2 separate regions of the Arachis hypogaea genome follow, and region 1 is linked to region 2. A link is a contact called in public Hi-C data. All regions are on one chromosome and are shown on one strand. Each heading gives the region's core, a stretch centred on a gene start, on an enhancer-like site or on the middle of the called end of the contact. The rest is flanking DNA. Distances are from core to core; before and after follow the strand shown.

Region 1 (5,429 bases), core at 238-2,737, 160 kb after region 2:
CAATCTCGAAAATAGAGGTCAACTCGGAAGTACTCGTAGTCGTGGGGCACGACCTGGGATGGATGACATCATACATCGATTTTCTTAATTTTGATATAGTTCCAAGTGATCCGAAAGAACTAGGAGGCTCATCAGAAAAGTGCTACACTCTACATGCCCAGCTCACTTCGTGTCCAACATACATGCTACATTCGAAATTAAGCCTGCCAAGATTGGCCCAATAACCCTAAAATTGCTACAAAAAACCTAGCTTAGATATGAGTCTCTGAAACTTTTATCCGATCTGATTTGGGGAGCAAATTAAGTGCTCCCCCTACTTTGGTTACCACATCTAAGTGGTAACCACCCTGAACATGGGGATGATATCCCACATTATAAAGGAAATAACCACTCATGATCTCTAAGAGTCATTTCCAAGAAATGACTAAGTCTAATACTTTTATTCTATAAATACTCTATCAAACAAGCATTTTTTTATAATCTAATCTCATTGAAACATACTAAAAACTCTTGTTAATTTAGGCATCGGAGTTTTATGCAAATATTTTCACCATCGTCTAGGTCAGGATGAAACACGCGAATAAGAAAAAGGAACATGAAGAAAAAGGAGGAGAAACATAAACAAGAAAGAGAAGGAGGAGGAAGAGGAGGACGAACGCAGAATATAAATATTGAAAAAAAAACGACATAATTTTAGGTACACATTATGTAAATGAGTTTTGTTAGGTTAAAATTAATTTGTATGAATTTATTTACCAAAAAAATTTATATGTATAACGAAACTGTAATTTTTAATTATATACTATAATATATCAAAAATAAAAATAAATAGAGTTAAATTAGGTCTAAATTCACACTCAATGTTATTCGCAACTTAATCTGTTCAGCTTTTAACCTGGAGCACTATAAATTAGATTGCCAACCCTATAAATAAGATTGGATTGAATTGGATTGAATACCCCAGATAAGGTTAGTATTGCCTCTTATGTCATAAACAAAAGAAGGAAACATATATCCATACATTTATATGTTCTTTCTTAGTGGAGAAGCATTGTGTGCACCCTAAATTGGATCGAAAATCCTTTGGCTTTATATTTTTTGTTTGCATTGTACACTGCATTTCTTTGGCTTTATCTGAATCCCCGGGGGTTTGTAAAATACATTTTTTGATGATCGGTTTGTAAAATACTTTAAAATGATGTAAATATATTTTTAAAATTTAAAAAGTATCCCCGTTTAATATTTTAATATATTTTATATTTTAATATATTTTAAAAATTAACTTATTTTTAAATAAAAATAAAAAATATTATTTAAATATTAAAATTAATATATAATTATATATAAATATATATAATTTAATTTATTTTTAATATATATTTTTTTATTTTTTTAATATATATTTTATATCAATAATTAATTTTAATATTATAATATGGTTGAATAAAAAAAATCCTGGAAAAACATACCTACAAGAGAAAAAGGAACTGCAGTAGTGCAGTGTACATTAGTAGTAAGTAGTACCTGATATAACAAGGTTACGTTCACGCGGAGACACTGAAACACTTTGCATTCAACAGAAAACAACAATGTCCAACCCAGCTAGCTTCTGGACACAGGCTAACGCTCTTCTCCGCAAGAACTTAACTTACCAGGTTACCTACCTTCCAATTCCAACCATCTCATCTTCTTCTTTTCTTGCTTCGTTAATTCTTCCTCACTTTCTTACAGAAACGCGATGTCAAGACCAACGTGAGGCTGGTGCTGTTCCCGGTGATCCTCGTCGTACTGCTCTACGCGCTCCAAACGGCGGTCGACATCGTGCAGAGAGCGTCGCTTCAAGACGAGGAGAAGACGAAGGCCGCCGCCTGCAAAGGCTGCGTCTGCGTTCACGACATCGGGCCCCATGCCAAGTGCCCGGATTCAGAGAAGGTGTGTGGGCCCCGATTCTTGGGCCAAGAGGATGCCAAGAAGTGTCCCGTACCCTACCCACCGGAGTGGCCTCCCCTTTTGCAACTTGACGTCGGCGACGGATTCTTCAGCAATGATGCCGCCCGCAATGTCACCATGCTCTTCACTGGCACTGACCAATTTTTTGGAGAAAGTAAGTTTTTTTTATGGTCAATTCTTTGGTGGCTTCTATTTTGGTGTGGAAATTCTAAAATTTATATTTTAAAGTAAATATTAAATATTTAAAAATTATTTATTTTTATATTTTTTAAATTACATATCAATTTTTAATTTTTTTAATAAATTAGACACTAAATTTTAGTCACTGAAATAATTAATATTTTTTATATGTTCTAAAAATTTATTTTATTGTTAAAACTTTTATATTAACCATCTTTTTGGATAGTTTTGAGTCCATGGAGAGTTAAAATCAAAGGGTGAGGTGCACGAAATCAGTTCATTGGGTTTGAATTTCACCGACTTATGAAAAAATTTTACAGTTACAAGTTAGTTATTTAGAAGAGATACACAAATAATTTTGTCTAAAATTTCTTTTTCTTGACTGAAAAAAAATGACACTTCATATGTTCTTATAATTTTGTTGAAAAATATTAGTTTTTAGTTTCTTTAAATGCTTTTAAGAGGAATCTTTAAGAGAAATCATTTTTCTTTTTGGTTCAATCAGATAGAAAATTTAATTTATGGAATCACTTTTATTTTTTTTCATAGTATATAATTATATATTTTGCACATGCAATCTGATGTAAATTCAAGTTTAAGTTTAAGTCGCTGGTTTTGTATTTATCATGAATTCAGTTATCACAAAAGTTAAGCTTTTAGATGAAGCACGACTGCACGAGTGTATGATGAATAATTCTAAAAGAATGCCATGCAGAAAAGAATAGACGTCACCTGAAATGGAGTGATATGTTGTGGAAACTACATTTTGAGAAAAATGTAGTTGATTAACCTTTTTTATTTTGTTTATTTTCTCTTTCAAATTTATTTGTGCAGGTTTATTTGGAACTATGTTCCCAACTGAGTTGAGTATAAATGAGTCTGATATCATGGCTAGTTTGGCATCAGTTGTTCTGGTGAGTCAATATTATTTACTGCTTCTTCCGTTTGTCTTCTGTTTCAAAACCTGTTGTTGGTGTAACCATCAGAAACTGTGCAGGGAACTGAATTTGGGTTGGATTCAACCCTTTTTGTGGACCCTGCGTTAAGTATTAACTCTTATATCCTTTATCGTCTACAACAAGATCAGTGTAAGGTGAACTCTAGTTTCTCCTTTAACTTCAACGAGGGAGACTCCAAAATGATCCGAGGTATTGAACTACAGAACATGACGTGTTTCTTGTGATAATGACATTTTTGTAGACATGATAATGACATTATTTGAGCATGTTGCATTGAAAACTTTGATGAACACTCTCTTTTCTGACTCTGTTAGATATGCATGGCTTGAATCAGATGCCTTGAGCTTTTATCACTAATTAAAAGTTTAATTTCTTTAGATGTTAAGGTGAATTGTACTCAGGCTTTTACCTTATGGCGCAAGACTTTTTCTGATATATGGGATGAGCTACAAGTTGAAGATTGTGATGATGATACAACAGGTTACACGTTATACAAGAATCCTATTAGTGGAGGTACTTAGTATACCATTATGTTTAAATTTATTTAATCTGTGGAAAACCATACTAATTTAATGTTGTTTTTGCAGCTTTTGACTTTCTAAATTCGAATAAGAATATTTTTAATGTTAGCTTTTTAATTTACAAACATGACAATAGAGATAAGATCAACTTGAGCCGCACTCCTCGTTCTGTAAATATGGTATGTGTCTAAATCTTGTTATTGCTTGTCTCTCATTGTTTTCTTTGGACATCATATCCCGTTTTCTAATAATAATGTATATGACATAATGTAGCAGAAAAATCTTTCCAACATTTTGTTTTATCTAGCAAAGTAAACACTAGAGTTCAAACACGTACTTCATTTATTGGTACTCTAGTAGATTTGAACAACAGAAACTTGCTTTAGTCATTACCATTTGAAAACTAACTGCATCAGTAAATTTTACAAAGTTGGTATAGAAATAGCAATTCCTCTATACATATATTATTAGCAATTTTGTGTTGGTAACATATTTCAATAGGGACTGACTTCTAGTATATCTATGCATGCATGCAGATATCAAATGCCTTCTTGAAGTTTTTGCTGGGAAATGGTACCAAGATGTTATTTGACTTTATAGAGGAAATGCCAAAACCTGCATCCTCAGACACAACAATGATTGATATAACTTCTCTCCTGGGTGGTTTGTTCTATACATGGGTCATCCTTCAACTGTTTCCTGTAAGAGCAGAAATATCTGAACAAATTGATCAACTATGAATATAATCAATTTGTTTGTATCTATGAAACAGTAGTTAACAGAAATGAGTGAGTTGTGTTGCCATTATGTTGAAAAAATGTTTTTCTTTTAACTAGTTTTGATTTTTTGAAATATGCCTCACATTCCTACTTATCCCTATGTTGTGTTTTTTCTGCCTTCTTCTTTTTAATGTTTCTTGCACACTGAACAATATATAATGTGAACACAATAGAATTTATTTTGTTGTATATTTAGCTGTTCAACAGGAATAAACTTTTTTTTCTCTAAAATTTTTTATGCAGGTTATTCTGATATCGTTGGTGTATGAGAAGCAGCACAAAATAAGAATGATGATGAAAATGCATGGTCTTGGAGATGGACCATACTGGTTGATTTCCTATGCTTATTTTCTTGCCATTTCCATGGCCTACATGCTGTGCTTTGTGTTAATGGGTTCATTCTTTGGTATGAATACAACCATTTGAACTGTATAGCATTGTTGGTGTTTTCCAATTCTCTTTAATACTGACGATATTTAATTTTCCTTTTCAGGATTCCATTTCTTCAGAGAGAATAACTATGGAATCCAGTTTGTGTTTTATTTTATCTATGTAAACTTACAAATTGCCTCCGCATTTCTGGTGGCTGCCCTGTTTTCGAATGTTAAGCCTGCTACAGGTTTGATCAAATTCGTTTCTGAAATTGTAAAGTCTATAATTACTTATACATGCTTTCAAAATTTAATTTCTTTTATTCATATCTGATTAATGGCCTGTGTTTTTCATAATTGCAGTTACAGCATATATAGTTGTCTTTGGAACTGGACTGGCAGCTGCCTTTCTTTTCCCAGATTTGATGAAGAATGATCTGTTTCCAAGTAAGTTAAATGACTGAAAATCAGGGTATTGTAGTAAAGAATCTTTCTTTGAGTGGCAAATTAGGATGCTGTGGCTAATTTATCTTTGACGTTGATAAACATGGTTGATTAATAACAACAATAACAATTTTCATTAGAGTTTATGGCTTACCTTTCTTTTCTCATGAATAAATCTAATGGTGGAAAATGTTGTTCAATGGTTAGACTTAGATACCCTGCTTT
Region 2 (5,470 bases), core at 2,417-4,916:
TGTGTTACACGACTTCTTCTGTCAAACTGATCCCTTCATTGGCCCCAACATCCTATGAGAGAAGAGCAACATGTCAGAGCCATACTTTTTCCTACTGAAACTTTATAAGAGCACTTTATACAGCCACCTGCTTACCATGTTTTCTTTGTTTCCAAGTATATTATCTTCCGTAGCTGAAGGAACTATGAAAATCAAACATAAGTGTTACAAGTAACTAACCGGAATTATTGGTATAAAATAGATACTATTGCAATCTTACCCTCTTCAGCATCAGATTTCTTTCCATCTTTCTTCACATCACCCTTCTCTATTTTACCTTGGTTCTTACTTTGTTTCTCTGATTTCTGAACTGATCTACGGTTTCCGATGGTAGCAGACTTTGAATTTGCAGAGTACATTCTGAGACTCTCTCTCAACCGGGATCCTGAAGTGCCCTTTTGATTAGTTTCCTTCTTGGTTGATTCTGTTGCAGTAACAGGAGTGAGGTGAGCAGAATCAGTGTCCAAGCACTTCGGTTTCAGTTTTCTAGTGGCCATGGACGAAGAGGAAGTGCAGTGCACTTCATCATCAGATGATCTGGGCCCATCTGGCACCTGAGAAATAGACTCAGACACCTGTGATTGTGATTGCAATTGCAATTGCTCTAGATTTTCTGCAATCTTATAGCTTCCAAACAATTCCTTCACTTCTTCTCCAAGATCAGCAAGTTGATTTCGTTGCACATAGGATTTCAGCTCATCTTGAATCCGCTGGAAAGGCTAAAAACAAATGAAAGAGACATGTTCCGTAAACACAAGTCAACTACTCTATGACCATCTAGTGTATGATCTCTATTTTGTCTGGTAAAAAATAAATAGGGAGAATTCAAACATGCTGTGAAAAGAATTGATGTGTGTTCCAAGCATAGCTTACTTCACATCCTGCCTCCAAGGCCAGTTTGAAGAATCCAAACGAGAGTGAGTGCTTGGCAGCATTTTCAGAGAGCTTGATCTGATTTAACCAATATGAAGCCGAGGTCAGAAGATTGAATTTGATTCTGCTTGATGTTTTGGAGATGTCAGAAGAGGGTGTCTGGCTTCTGCTCTGAGTCTTTGTTCTCGTCTCCGATATTGGGGTGACGCTGCCAACCACCTTTGGGCCCGGAGTTGAAACTGATTTTGCAGGAATAGACTGCCTTCGTGGCGGTTTGGCACTACTGGACTTTTCCTTCCCAGAGAAATCCAGAACACCAACACTTTTACTCACATTGGGAGTGATTCTCCCTCTGAAGATGAAATAAGATCTCTCTTTAAAATAGATATATAGTCATTATACATATCCATATACATACGTATACTATACAATAGATACATTTACATTATCACAATTCAAAATAAGACATGTACTTGTTACTTAAGTATAATTTACATGAGGACAATGTGCATGTGATATGTCTATACGATAAGAGTAAGGAAAAAATTCCTCAAAATTTTAAAAAAGAGGGAATTGGCAATACAAATAACCAAGCAATTAATATAATAACATACTTAATGTTGGAGTTAGTACACAGAGATTTGATAATCATAAACATAATCATAATAAATTTAAAGATTAAATATAACTGATCATGAGTTAGTACACTTTTTTTTGTCCCGAAGTACAAACATGTTCCAGACAGATTATTACTATTATATTAATATTTTATTATTCTAGCAAATGCTTCAGTAATTTCGCACAACAAAGTTCCACAAGTTCTTAATATAAGAAGTTAGATCCGTACAATCTTTGTTTCAAACACTTCGCTTCATTTTACACACTCTAATCCCATAGTTCCAAAGGTGAAACCTAACAAAGACATAACTAAGTAAATTCAAAAAATGAAAGAAAGTACCTCTTAGTGTTAGATTCAGAAGAGTTGGAGCGATCGAGTGCACCTGGCTGCTTCTGTTCCTTGGATTTGATAGAGGAACGCAGTGCGTATCGCTGAAGCTTTGGCCTCAGCGAACCAGAGTTCCCCGCTGAACAAGAAGCACATACAGTTATTGTAATTACACACTATCTATGCATGCATATTAGAAGCAAAATTCAATTCAATTGTACCAGAAACACCACCAGAGGGTTGTTCCTTGATTGGTTCTTCCATGGAATCGAATTGAGTTCGGAGCACCACAGACAAAGCAAACGGTTATTTTGTGTATGAGATTGAGAGGTTGTAACTGCTCTGCTACGAGTCTTCGTGTTTGAGTTTGGTTTTTTGGATGAATAAAAATATAAAATACGACGAAGCGCGTTCGAAGAGGGTTTTATAAGGCTGTGTGGTCTGTGGTGTTGACAAGTGTCCTTCTGAGGCGGGAGAAACCAAAACTCAAAATTGCCCAACGGAAACACCACTCTCAGCGAACGGCAAACTGCTAAAGAAAACGGGGCCATCCTTGATGCTGACGTGGAAGCTCTTTTGTCAGTTGGGTCATGGTTGTGTTTATTGGACATTTGGACAATAAACTAAATCAATTCTTATATTATTATTTTTTAGTGTAAATTCATTTTTTATCCTATAAAATCTTGTACCTTGTATTTAATATTTTCTTTCTTTTCTTTTTTTATTCTTTATTTTGAAAAGCAAAGTCAAGATTATTAGTGGGGACTGGGGAGCCGGAGATGGAGGGAGGGGACCCCGTTGGGCCCGGCATCATGAGGCTCCTTTGCTGTTGGCATTTCAAATTTCAAACTCAAGTGAGCCGTTATTTCTTCTTATAATTTCGTGTTCCGTTCCGTTTTAGGGCCCCTTTCGTTGGTAAAAAATTGCTTTACAATTTTACAGAGAGAGATAATGCAATAGTGTCACTTGGCCCATACTTCTTCGGTTCTTCCCACTAACGGATAGCCGGATTGGATTCCAGGCTCACTCTTATGATTGATCTGAACTGTTAACTACCACAAGTCCACAACATTATATTGTGGACCCAAAACTATAAACTTAAAGAAGGGGGGAAGAGAAACGAAAGAGAAAGAAAAAGAAAAAGAAGAGAAAGGGCCGGGGGGGGGGGGGGGGTGGTGTTAAATACTTAAACATACAAGATCATTCCTTTTTGAAAGAATTCTTATCATTTAACTTTTAGGTCCATTACAAAATTAAAACATTTAGATAAAAAAATGGTTCAAATAAATTAATTTTTTAATATACTTAAAAAAAGATAATTATTTTAGAAAGGAGGAAGTAACTTATAGTATAATACATTTAATTTCTTAACTAAATCTTAATTTGTAATTTCAACTTATTTAATTAATAATTGGAAATAACTTATGAATTGATTTCTAGGTTCTAGCTGAATATGAAAATACAAAATAGACATGATATATCAATGTATTGAATGAGCATGAACATGTTAATGACAATTATGTAGGTAAAAAGTAGTTAAATAAATAAGTTGTAGATGTGTAGTAGTAGTAATAGCAAGTGCCAGAATGGATCTTTTCAATTTTTTGTTTTACTTAAGATAATAAAATATGATTTTTTATTATATATTTTATAAGTGAGATAAAAAACATAAAAAAATATTAAAAAAATTAAAGATTATATTTTATTCTTTTAATTAAAAAGAAATTGAGAAAATCTATTTTAGCAAAGTTAAGTGCCGACTGGAGAGTAGGAAAGCTATAAAGTATAAACAGTACACACTACACACTACAATAGAATGGCACCACTTGATTACACATATTTACATCCTCTGCGTTTGTCTTTGTCCTGACGCAATAACGAGGGAGAGCGGTAGGAGAGACCCTCGTGCCAGCGTGGCTCCCATTGCATGCACCACGCAAACCACTACACCAAACGCCACGCGCCCAGTGTTTGCCTCCTTGATCCTCCTCCCGAATCAACGGCTCACATTTCTCAACACTGGAAACGTGCCGCCGCGCGTGCTATCCAGATTAAGTCCCGACGGTGATGCAGTCATTTCGCAATGCTTTGGAATAAAGATTTTAAAGGAGCCGGAAGGAACACTTGCTTTTGAAGTAACTGCACCCTCGACTACCAAAAACAAACCACCCCCCAAATTTTAAAATCACCCCCACTTCCTTTCTTTTCACGTGCCATCGAATCTACCACTAGCTTTCCTACTCACCCTTCCATCAAACCGTGGATCTCACATCAACGTTCAGAACCCGAATCAAGTCATCGCATCGAACGGTAAGGAGCAAGATTGTCGCGTGAGCGTGAAACACACATACTCCTCCCCACAAATTATCCAATCTTTTTATCTCCAGTTTTTTTTTTTCTTTTAACAAATTTTTTCCAGTCTTCCAGCTAGCACACTTCACAGAACAACCAAACAAAGCAACCACAAAATTGATGCAGCTTTAGGAATTAGGATCAACCTCTCTCCCTCACTCTCTTTCTTTCTCTCTCTCCCCAGTCGTCAGTGTATGTTAAATATTTTCCTCATATATAAAAAAATTTGAGAAGAAAATAATTGAGTAATTTTTATATTTGTAATCTGATAGGTTGGTTGGTTGTGTGTGTGGTTGACAGGGATGGTAGATTTGAAGTGAAGAGGTTCCACATTGGTCAGGTAAAACACTCAGATCTAATCTCACTCTTTTTTTCTGGCCAGCTCCAACTTCACACACTGGTTTGTGAACTTGTGGATTAAGCAGTGTTCTATATCTGTTAGCTCTTGCTTTCTTCAGATCTTGTTTGTTCCAATATACTTTCTTTGTGAATTTTCAACTTTGTTTTGAGCTACCGATTTCTTTGGATGTCTGTCACGTTTCATATTTTACATTCTCCAATCTCCGTTGTTGTTGCATTCCTTGTTGAATTTTCTATTTTTATTTTTATTTTTTTTATGATTTGCTGCTTGGAAATTCCGTCAAGTTGCTGTGGGAGGTTGGGAGATTGAACCTGAATTCGACTTGCAAACTTGTTTGATAGTTTCATCATTTCATTTCCATTATGCTATGACTGTCGGTGATGGCACTTTTTTTTTTCCTTTTATCTTTTTTTTGTTTAAATTTGTGGTAGAGGTGTTTTCGGTGAAGGTTATTACTAGAAGAGTTAATGTGTGACGGTGCATCATGTCGAAACTTGAAAAATAAAAAAACGATGCGTTTTCTTTTTTGCTTTGCGGTGATGATGTATTATTGCATAGGATAAAAAGATGCTTGTTAGTTGTTACTAATTGTACATGATGTTGTCTCTTTTTGGTGTTTTTAGCTGATTGCGCCATTATTTCCTTGTGTACATGGTCTGCAAGCCTTTACTCTTTTTTAACTCTTATTAGTAGCCTAAGTCTTCTTTTGCTTTTGAGGTGATTATCGTCTTACGTTGTTGAGATTTGTAGGATTAGCAAAAATAATTATTCTCTTGTGTTTTGATTATTCATTATTTTCCTTTGTTATGTCATTCATTAAAGACTATTTATTTATTACCAAGATCACTTAAGCCAGAAGTTACCTTCTAGTATAGAAGTTACCTTCTTAGCATAATTTT

The links. Hi-C and Micro-C count contacts between places; a contact is called where the count stands out from the background.
Region 1: a Hi-C map of an unstated tissue shows a contact between it and region 2, with 4 times the contacts expected there. The contact joins the promoter of LOC112722475 here to the promoter of LOC112722473 in region 2. A contact is called at or near these places in 4 of 8 Hi-C or Micro-C datasets (leaf and an unstated tissue).

What each region holds. Positions count from the first base shown.
Region 1 is chr11:122,534,919-122,540,347 of arahy.Tifrunner.gnm2.J5K5, forward strand. It overlaps LOC112722475 (ABC transporter A family member 7), which reads left to right and starts at 1,488. Exons shown (of 18, transcript XM_025773516.3): 1 at 1,488-1,655; 2 at 1,732-2,104; 3 at 2,965-3,044; 4 at 3,128-3,278; 5 at 3,468-3,602; 6 at 3,677-3,789; 7 at 4,147-4,311; 8 at 4,633-4,795; 9 at 4,883-5,008; 10 at 5,124-5,207. The coding sequence starts at 1,590.
Region 2 is chr11:122,375,506-122,380,975 of arahy.Tifrunner.gnm2.J5K5, forward strand. LOC112722473 (protein IQ-DOMAIN 31) reads left to right here and starts at 3,667. Exons shown (of 8, transcript XM_072207188.1): 1 at 3,667-4,168; 2 at 4,511-4,550. It overlaps LOC112722471, which reads right to left and starts at 2,408. Exons shown (of 6, transcript XM_025773509.3): 1 at 2,080-2,408; 2 at 1,871-1,997; 3 at 913-1,264; 4 at 260-758; 5 at 136-173; 6 at 1-52. The coding sequence starts at 2,122. The coding sequence ends at 5.